Regions from separate parts of the Mus musculus genome. Here region 2 is linked to region 1. The links are chromatin contacts, called in public promoter capture Hi-C maps. All regions are on one chromosome and are shown on one strand. The core of a region is the stretch at or near the end of the contact, and the rest is flanking DNA. Distances in the headings are between cores, read along the strand shown. Region 1 overlaps Nars2 (asparaginyl-tRNA synthetase 2 (mitochondrial)(putative)). Region 2 holds the start of Ints4 (integrator complex subunit 4).

Evidence for each region. Promoter capture Hi-C pulls out the DNA fragments that hold promoters and counts their contacts.
Region 2: a promoter capture Hi-C map of hippocampal neurons shows a contact between it and region 1, with 2.4 times the contacts expected there. The contact joins the promoter of Ints4 here to the enhancer-like site in region 1. A contact is called at or near these places in 6 of 39 promoter capture datasets (the 3T3-L1 cell line, the C10 cell line, the HPC-7 cell line and 2 more), 1 of 115 datasets of contacts at active chromatin or transcription factors (bone marrow-derived macrophages) and 1 of 9 other capture datasets (adipose tissue).

Annotation. Positions count from the first base shown.
Region 1 is chr7:96,982,293-96,987,664 of GRCm38.p6, reverse strand. All of the region lies in intron 5 of Nars2 (asparaginyl-tRNA synthetase 2 (mitochondrial)(putative)), which reads right to left. Among named protein-coding and RNA genes, the nearest start is that of Nars2, 33 kb to the right of the region's middle. Within about 2 kb of position 3,579, at least 83 of the 459 cell types and tissues checked have an H3K27ac peak or open chromatin away from gene starts, as enhancers often do. A contact at or near this core is called in bone marrow-derived macrophages and hippocampal neurons, where this site is marked.
Region 2 is chr7:97,478,044-97,483,367 of GRCm38.p6, reverse strand. Ints4 (integrator complex subunit 4) reads right to left here and starts at 2,412. Exons shown (of 23, transcript NM_027256.2): 1 at 2,218-2,412. The coding sequence starts at 2,271.

The sequences.
Region 1 (5,372 bases), core at 2,330-4,829:
AGTGGTTGTGTCCCTTTGCATTTTACCCACAAGGGCTGAAATATCATGTCTGTATTAAAAAGAAAACTGTATAGGGATGTTTATATCTGTATTATTCATAGTTGACAAAACTAGGAAGCAACTAAGACACCTTTAGAAGGTAAATAAGCTGCTGTACACTCGGAGGCTGGAATACAGAGGAATCCAGCACGTAAAAGAAAAGAGCTGTCAATCTCAGGAGGGATATGGACGAACTCTGAATGAGTTCTACACTTCAGCCAGTCTAAAAAGGCGTCATATTGACTGTTTCAACTAAGTCATGTACCTCACAATTATGTTTTAGTGAACCAAAGACTCCATGTACAATATAGATAGTCCCCTGAGACTGTAATGGGCTGGGCACGGTAGCTCATGCCTATAACCCCAGCTAAGGAAGTTAAGAAATAGGAGTGTAAGGTAAGCTTGGCTACAGGGGGCATTGAGACAGTTTGACTGCAAGAGACCTGTCTTATTACTTCTCTATTGCTGTGCTAAGACTCCACGACCAAGGCAACTTACAAAAGAAAGCATTGATTTTAGGGCTCAGTGTTTCAGAGGGTCAGAATCCATGACCATCATGTCGGGAGCATGGCAGAAGGAATGGCACTGGAATGTATCTGAGAGCTTGCATCAGAGCCACAGCAAGTGGGGGAGGGGCGACACATGCAAGCATGCAAATGAGGAAGCTAATTAGGAATGCGGTGGGCTTTTGAAACGTCAAAGCCTGTCCCCAGTGACACACAGACACACGCATCCCTGAAAACATGGACCCCAAAAATGGAAGGTCTTTATTAGTGGAGAGAGAGATTCATGATGTATTTTCTTTCATGGAAATCTCTAATAAAAACAAAAACCAGAACAAGAAAACAAAGACACCAGCAAGCCACAAATGCATTTCAGGAAAGACCAGCTCAAGAAGAGCCTCAGGTAGGTCTTTCAGAAGGGACTCAGAAGTCACACTGTCATAGGAGATGTCTCAAGACCACTGGACTATGAGAATGTTCCCTAGAAAAATAATATCAATTTGTAGGAAATGTAGGGAGACTTTCTCCACAATCTCCCAGGTCCCTACTGTCATTCACTCATGATTGATTTCCTACACAAACCAGACATAAGCTACCTCGTTAATACCTACCACTTTTTATCTCCTTTATAGATTGAGTCTCAGTGTAAGATTTTATTTAGACAAAACCTTTGGGCAAATATATATGAAACTAATGCAACAAATGACATTAAAATCTTTCCCATGCTACTCTATGGGCCAACCAACCTCTCCCTGGTCATATAAAAGTTATCAGAGCAAAACACTTTCCTAGGTTATTCTGCTATTAGAAGCTAAAAAAAAAAGCATTGAAAGAAACAGGAAACTAAGAATCACCAAACATTTTAGGATGCGTAGAACCAGTGACCTTTTTATTTTTATTTTTTAAATCAAGGTGTAAAACCCTTTGCTTCTTTAAGGATTTCCAAGAAAATATTAAACAAATGTTTTGAATTGCCTCCCAGTTATCTGTTCTCACAGCAGAACAAATATAGCTGAGTAGTTTCAGTCTCGAGGGACTGCTGTAGAAAAACCCACACAAGTCAGCTGTCTCCCTGTGAAGTGCAGGGAGGAGAAGCCAGCAGCAGCGAGCTAACCCTGGAAAAGAACGCAGTCTGTGACGGAAAGTTTACTTAACCTCCACGGCAGCTGAGCGAACGCTCACAGGCTGGCTACTCAGCCCCTTTGCTTTTCCTGTCCTCTACTCTGTCCCCTCGCCCTCACTTCTGTTTCCTCATAATCCCAGAATGGAAAAGTTGAGAATATAATGGGTAGAGCAGCAGCATGCCACACAAGCCTGAAAGGTCTACAGACAAAACTACGTGCTGTTGCCTGTTTATTCCAATCTGCAACTTCTCTTCAAGATCATGAAGGAAATGTCGAATAGTACCCATCTTCACTCACGCTCCATGCCCGGGGGGTTTGGGGGGGGGGGGGGTGTTAATCTCAATTGAGAGATTCCAAGAAGGCTAAATTGATACCTGTAACCCCGATGATGGAGGCAGGGGATCCTGAGGGCTCCCTGGACATCCAGTCTAGTTAAAACAGTGAGCTCCAGGGTCAGAGAGACACCCTAGCTCGGAAAATAAGGTGTGGAGGTGATTGAGGCATGCACACACGGACATAAGTTCACCACACAGGTGGAGGTGAGGGAAAATTCTATACTTTGGAATGCTTTATTATAATGTTTCATGATACAGATATAATAAAGATTCAAAAGGACCTGAGCTATAACAACTTAGACACCACTGCTTAAAATGGAAATATTAAGTGTTAGGTCAAATGCCATGCATAACCTGTTTAGGGTAAGATCAGTACTAGAGTCCAGGTTCTCAGACAGCAGTCCAATTACTAGTACTTACACTCCAGCTTGTTCCTATAGTGCTTGCTTTTCCATAATGCTATGATGAGGGCAATGGTATTCAGAATGATTTTTTGTTTTGTTTTCTTTTAGATGTGGTTTCTCTGTGTAGTCCCGGCCAGTCCCGGCTGTCCTGGAACTCACAGACCAGGCTTGCCACAAACTCAAAGATCTGTCTGCCTCTGCAAGATTAAAGAATTAATCCGTGTGATTAAAGTACTAGGATTAAAGGTGTGCACCACCACTGCCAGGCCCAGAATGAGTCTATAAAAATCATTCCAAAGAGCCGGGAGTGGTGGTGCACGCCTTTAATCCCAGCACTCGGGAGGCAGAGGCAGGTAGATTTCTGAGTTTGAGGCCAGCCTGGTCTACAAAGTGAGCTCCAGGGCTATACAGAGAAACCCTGTCTCGAAAAAATAAAAACAAACAAATAAAAACAAACAAACAACAAAAAAAAAAAAACCATTCCAAAGTATAGAATTTTCCCTCACCTCCACCTGTGTGGTGAACTTGTGTCCGTGTGTGCATGCCTCAATCACCTCCACACCTTATTTTCCGAGCTAGGGTGTCTCTCTGACCCTGGAGCTCACTGTTTTGACTAGGCTGGATGTCCAGGGAGCCGTCAGGATCCCTTGCCTCCATCACCGGGGTTACAAGTATCAATTTTTTACATGGGTGCTGAGGATCTGAACTGGGGTCCTTACATTTGGGCAGCAATCAATTTACCAAGTGAGCCATCTCCCTAGCACCAAAGTATAGAATTTTGAGCATTTAAGGACAAACCTTGCTATGCAGTCTCCAAGGATTTACAGTTTGGTAATAGGGAAATAAAAGATTCCTATCCATCTGTGCTTAAATAGGCTTCGGGAAGTGCTACAGGAATTTGTCCTGACAAGTCCTTAGAGGGCATCGTAGAATGAAATGAAGACCAAGGGGAACAGGAGTGGCAGAGAACTGCGCTTCACTTTGCCAAGCACGTTGTTAACAAGACTCCCCCTGCCTAGCCACTCCAGTAAGTCCAGCCTCCTTCTGTGTTTCAGTTGCTACAAATGTGTATCTTGGTATACACTGAACTTTCTGCCTTAGGATTAGGGCCATCTGCATTCCAGAACACCCACCAACAAGAACACCCATGCTCAGCTGAGAGAGGTTTCATCCTGGCAACTGTTGCTGCACAGGAAAGGAAGTTATGAGCTCAGACTGTAAACTGTCTGCTTTCCTGCTGAGCGGCTGAGAAAGAACAAGACAAATAAAAGACAAAAGGGCCTGCTACTCTTCAGATCAGCTGGTGAGGCTTGGGGATGCGGGGTTGAATAAAAATAAAGTCTTTCTTTAAAGGAGGAAAACAATGTTAACAAATAACAAGCAGGCTGAGCTGTGGCACTTCATACCGGGTTTCAGACACTGACCAGTGCCGTAGCCTAACACACTTCTCTTTATCTGACATTTCTGTCTTCTATTAAAATTAGCTCTTTCAAAGTTCTCAAAACTTAGACTAAAACATAAACTTTTTAATTTTTAAAATATTAAATTTTTAAAAATTCAAACTTGGTTCCATACTGATTTGTTAAAATCTAAACCCAAAACAACTCCCCCATAATTATCACTAGTAGAAGTAAATAATGGTGAACTATCAATCAAAACATAAAATACACGTGTTTCCCACATGCCATTACTGTAGCAGTGTGCAGTGATTTAAATGAGAATAGTCCCCCACAGCTTATTTAGACACTCTGTCCCCAGTCTGCAGTGCTATTTGGGGAGGTTATGGAACCTTTAGGAGGTATAGTCTTGTTGGAGGAGTTACATCACTAGGGTGGGCTTTGAGGGTTCACAGCTTCACCCCATCTCATGCCCACTTCTGCCTCCTGTGTGTGGATAAAAACATGAGCACCCAGCTCCTGACCACCATGCCATGCTTCACCTCTTATGATGGACTCCATTCCTCTGGGAATTTAAGCTAAACCAAACCCTCTCTTCTTTACTGCTTTTTATAAGGGCATTTTATAACAGCAGCATAAAGGTAATTAATACAGTGCCATAACTATTTTCATGTGTGCAAAATTAGACATAGTAATATTCAATGAAACTTCACAAGTGACAGTGAAGGAGTGTAAATAATTAAAATTCCACAGTAAAGAATAATTCCAATATGCCAAGGCACATGTGGTAGTGCCCTGGAATAGTAAGCACCCTTAAAGGAATAAGGCAGATTCTCATTAAGAGCAGTGTGAACTACTGATAAATGAAGTAGATATAGTACATTGAAAACAGTATTATTTGGGTAGTAATATGGAAGACATGTGATGTTTGGAGAGAGTATAAATAGGACTCAATGGACAGTGACCGAGGCTGCGCAACACTTGCAGGTCTTGATCTTTGCTGATCTTCGCTTCCCTGAGAGAGGCACAGGGGAGAACTTCTCGGGTCCCTCGGGTGCTGATTCGTGTGGAGGCTGAAGCCTGGCTGTCTCTGCAAGGTCGTGCCACCACTGCTGATTCGTGTTTGCTATCCCAACTCTACTGAACTGGACTGCTGGTGTATCCATGAAGTGTTTACGAGTGGATCGAGCTGCTGCTGACCTGTGAACTGAACTGCCAATTTCCAGACAACACAGAGTTGCTCCAAAGAATCTTTCTAAGGAAGTCCACTTCCCCCTATCCTTTCTTTCCCACTATCTCTGGTAAGTGCCTTGTAGCCTGGTGTGCTACAAGGGAGGTTAAAGCATTTTAGAACCATCATTAAAAATAAGGTTTGAAAAAATTAAAGTTACATCTTTTTATTTTAGAAAGTACAACAACAGTTGGGAAAGGAAAATGGTGTCGTCAGCATATCTATGGTACTTTCTGATTAAGTTTTCCTGCATGCCATTCAGTTAATTCTTATAACTTCTAACTATGACATCATTCAAAAACTGAGGTCAGTATATAGGGGTAAAGTGAATAGCCTTTT
Region 2 (5,324 bases), core at 1,163-3,662, 500 kb before region 1:
AGGGAAGGAAGAGAGAGGAAGGGGTGGAATGAAGAGCCAGGAAACCCAGAAAGGAAAGCAGAGATGCGGGAGCACTGAAAAGCCAGTAAGGAAAGCTTCCTGACCCTTGACTCATTCAAAAAGTCCAGAACTTACTACATTAAAAAAGGAACCGTAAGATATTAATTAAAGCCAATGCTCAGTTATACACGAGGGCCGCTGGGAACGTAGCTCGGTTTGTAGAGTACTTGCCTAACATGCTCAAGTCCCTAGGTTCAATCCCCAGCATAAACCAGGAAGTGGAGGCAGGAGGTTTAAAATTCAACCTTAGCGACACTGCACCTGGACTGTATGAGACCTTGTCTTATTTGTTTTGTTTTGTTTTGTTTTTCCCCAAGACAAGGTTTCTCTGTGTAGTCCTTGCTGCTCTGGAGCGTGCCTCAAACTCACAGAAATCCACCTTCCTCTGCCCCCTAATGATGGGATTAAAGGCATGTGCCAATCCCCCATCCCCACCCCTCTGAGGTGGGCCACCCCAGCTGAGACCTTGGTTTTTGTTTTGGTTTTAAAAAAGAAAAAAAAAAAAAGAGCTGGACCTGCAGAGATGACTCAGGGGCTAAGAGTGAATTCTTGCTCTTGCACAGGCCCCAGGTTCAACTCCTAGCACCCACCTGGTAACTCACAACTGGCTGTAATTTCCGTTCTAGGGGATCTGATGCCCTCTTCTGGCACTGCACACGTGATACACTGACATTCATGCAGACAGAACACTCATGCATATAATATAAAGAACAAAAAATGTAAGCTTTTGTAAGAAAGACGAATAAAGAGAAAGCCAATTTACCAATAGCCGATAAACAAACATGAGAAGACGGCAGTATGAGATCACTGAAAGTTAGAGCTGGGCTTTAGGAAAAGGAGAAAATGCTAAGGAGAATGGAAGAATACCGACTCGCCAGTGTAGTTCTCTCTGTGACGATAACAGAGACACTGCCCTGGCTCTCCAGTTAGACTATGTACTCCCCAAAAGCAGGGGTTCTGATAGACAACGACTTCCTACCACACATGGTACACAGAAATCACTCAAGTATTTGAAAATACTTTAATTTTTTCCTGTTGAATTAATGAATGAATGGAAGGTTTAAGAGTCATTTTCCATCAGGCATGGTGATGCAAGCCTTTAATCCCTGCACTTGGGAAGAAAAGGCAGGCTGATTCCTTCCTGTTCATGATCAGCCTGCTCTACATAGTGAGACCCTGTCTCAAAGAAAAAAAAAATTTTTTTTTTTCCTTAATGAGACCACTCTGCCTAAATATCTAAGACTGCTGGGGATCCACTGGCATAAACCCCCGGGCCTGGTCAAAATGCAGATCTTGCCTCACACCACCAACCTATTGAACATAATCTGCATCATAACAAACTCCCTAAAAGAGCGAGATCTGTAACAGCTCGGTGGTAGACCACATGCCTCAGCATGCATAAGGCCCTACACTCAATCTCCCCTACTACAAAAAAGATAAAAAATTTAAGTATTCCTCAAGACGCGTATATTTTGTATGTATCTGTGTACATATGGAAATTTAAGAAGCAGAATACATCGCTTCTACAGAGACACTGTGGAGCACACTGACAGTTCTGACAGGGGCTCTCTTGGTCCACCTATGTTTAAAAGAGAGAGGATGATAGGTTTGCCGTCCTGTGACTCTTGCCTGCTTGGTCTGAGCCTTGAATTCTACAGACCTTTAGTCAGCTTGGGGTTTTGCATACAGCTCAACTTGTCTCTGAAAGTTAGAGGTACACGAGTTAAGAGGAGTTCTGCCACCAACTGAGGACAGGAGAATGCAAATATAACCGATCTGGCACAACCGAGCTGTGAGACATTAAAATAAGATACCTGACAGTTTTTAAAACTATACAGCACGTTGTCCCAATGATTTTGTTTTGTCTTTATCAAGTGAGCTGGGAGTGTGACTTTGGGATAGAGTGATAAGTTAGCATGCTTAAGACCCCGAATTCTAGTCCCAGAACTTTAAATACAACAACAACAACAAACCCCAAAGTCAGAGTACACATGAGAACAGCGGCCTCGACCTAACACGCCCCCTGCCTGACGCGCAGCCTAGGAACCTAAACCTAAGCCGGCTACACACAAGCTTAGGCGCTGATCTGGAGAACAGCCTGGGTGCGGACAACCCTCCCGCGCAGACTGGTCCATGGCTTTTTCTGCCAGCGCTTACCTGAACCACTTTAGTGAACTCCTCATACACCCGCTTTTTCAGGTGCGCCGCCATGGCTGCACCGGACCTTCTCGGCTTCTGTACTTGCTGAGAACGTGGAGAGAAACCTTTCTACAGCACCGATTTCGCTGCAATCCCACAAAGCAGTGGGGTTGCTGGATAGAGAGGCCTCTTCCTGAAGCTCCACTGCCCAGTGAGTCGATTGGCTGCCGCTACTGCTGGGAGACGGAAATTAGAGTGCATCCTGGAAGATGGGTGGAGTAAAAGGCGGGGCTGGTGGGAGCTGGAGGCAAAACCCGGAGCTGTATCCTGGAGGTGCCCTGCTAGAATCTTAGGGTGAGTGTTGCCATAGTTCCAGCTCCTCCCCGAAGTTCGTTTTACTTTGTTACAGTAATTTAGAAGTTATCCATCAATAAGAAAGAAGAAGAAGAAAAACGGAAAGATAAAGAAAAGAAAGCCAAGAATCTTCCTGTTGAATCAATGAAAGGTTTAAGATCATTTTTCTGAATGGTACTACTCTGCAAGTCTGAAGATTTAAGAATGCTGGTGGTCCACCCGGAGCCAAGTCTCTATCAGGACTGTCAGTGTGTTCCACGAATCTCTGGTGAAGAGACTAATGCTTCCTCTGACAGCTGGGAAACAGTGAAAAAGAATCTTGAGACTGAGGATGAAGCCACGTGTTGTGGTGTCAAAAACCAGGAGCCAACACTGAGATATAGAAAGGCAAAAATGTTACCATTACAGACACACCCACACACACACACCCACAGTAGAAGGATGAGGTGTCCTCAAAGTCTTACAAAGGTTCTTTATGACTTTGGCAAGCAAGCAAAGCTTAATAAAAAGGGAACTTTATTATGATTAGCATTTAGCATAAACTCAATTACAGGTTTTTAACTTCATTGTAGTTGGTAGGTTTCAGAAAACCTTGTTTTTCAAGTTAAGTCTGCTTCTCAGAAGGTCTTTGTAGTCTTTCTTTGGAAAACAGTCTACATAATAGAAAGATAAATCTCATTTTGCCTAAAAAATGCAAGTACAAATATCAAGACCCTGGAAATAAGTCTAGAACATGAACAATGAGTAGAATAGAGTTCCTGTTATTATTTAACCCTTGTTAAGATCAATAATGAAGGAAGGAATAAGAATGGAATTGCTGTTATTATTTAACCCATATTAAAGTGAATAGTGAAGGCAGAAATAGGGGAGTCAGATTCTAACACAACACTCCTTTAAGACTCTGGTACTTGAACAAGTGACCTCCACGACAAGCATACTGATAATCCCTACCTAACAAAAACATGCTTACAGTGTAATGAAACAATACAGAAACAAGAACACCCTGCATCTGAGATATGTGGTGCTCTTGAGTTTTACAACTCACCTGTTCTTTACTTTTTTAACCAAAACATGGGACATTTAGAGGAGGGAACAGGAAGTTGGTAGGTACAGAGGACCCAAAAACACATAGATTATCTTTATCCTATACTATACGTAGGAAGACTGTGTTACAGCTCAGATGGAAAGGTGTCCTGGCAGTTAGGAGTCAAGGAATACCACAAAGTCACATTGCACAACAAACCTCACACGAGATTTGTTGGCAGGGAAAATCCCAGAAGGCTGACTGCCAATGCTTGAAAAAAAAAAAACAGCAGAGGACTGAGGAGAAACAGGGTTTATATAGGATTCCTGGGGTGGTGTGTGGGGAGCTTTCCAGGGTGAGGATTGGGGGGACTTCAAAACTCGAGCTTTTTTTATTTAAAAAAAATTATTTTAACTCTAGAGTTGGGGCTGGCTGTTGGGTGTTCTGTGGGTGGAGCCTGGTGGTTGAAGGTCCCTGGGGGTGGGGGCAGGCCTGACTCTTCATGCACCTCAAGGGGCTTGCAAAGACAGATACCTAAATGGCTTGTTACAGAGCAACCAAAGTGCTGGATAAAGGAATGTGGTTCAAAAGGACCAACTTTCCGCAGGAGGATTTTTCATCTAACTTTTAAAAAGTACATTTTCCTGAGAAAGAGAAGGAAACAGAGCACACAACGTGTCAAAGAAAATAATTAGCAAACGGTACATTGAGTAAATATTAGCTGTTTTTATCATTCCAATATTTGAATGTTCTATCTAATCCAAGTTGGTAGACACTGTAAAACCACTGGCTGGTGGGTTTGTACCTGTACTCCCAATCCCAGAGAGACTGAAATAGAAAGCTCTCCTATGGTCTAGCCTAAGCTTTATAGCAAGTGTAAGGCAAGCCTGTGCTAGCCATAATAATATAAGTCATATCCGTCCTTCTGGACACTGGAACCATCTATTTAATCCTGATGGTATTTTAGGGACCTACACCTTTTTTGTTCCCCTGTTGTAAGTGTAAGGAGGCAGCTTTACCAGCCTCACCGAACCACACCAATTATATCACTCAGGCTCAGTACCCACTCTCCCCACAGCCTAAGGGGACTTAAGCCTCTTATCTCTGATGTCTTAAAAAAGAATCATCTGTGCCCAACTTATTCTGACTTTAATAATCTCATGCTCAATGGTTAATAAAAAACCCAATGGACCCTCCCACTTGGTTCAGGATCTCTGACTTCTCAACTCAGCAGTGGTTCCCCTTCACCCCGTAGTATCTGACCCCTATTCTCTGTTCCCCACCTTCCCCTCAGAGAGCTCTCATGCTTCAACAGGTTCTCCTCCATCTTCCAGAATTAACTCATCCCTTCTCTCTCCATGTATAAAAAAGAGGGCTAAGCCTTGGGGTCCTGGATTACCATCTGGGAACCTTCTTTTGTTGCCATTGCATACTTATCAAAAAATTGGACTATTCTATCCAAGGATTGGGTTCCTTGTCTGCACAGTGAACTTTATATATGCAAATCAAAAAGGTTAACTGTCTTAGGGTTTCCATTGTTGTGAAGAGACACAATGATCATGCCAACTCTTACAAAAGAAAACATTTAAGTGGGACTGTCTTATGGTCTCAGAGGTTTAGTCCATTATCATCATGGTGGGAAGCATGGCAGTGTGCAGGCAGACATGGTGCTGGAGGAGCCGAGAGTTTTACATCTGCAGTCAGCAGAAGGAGACTGTGGAAAACACTGGGTGTAACTTGAGCATAT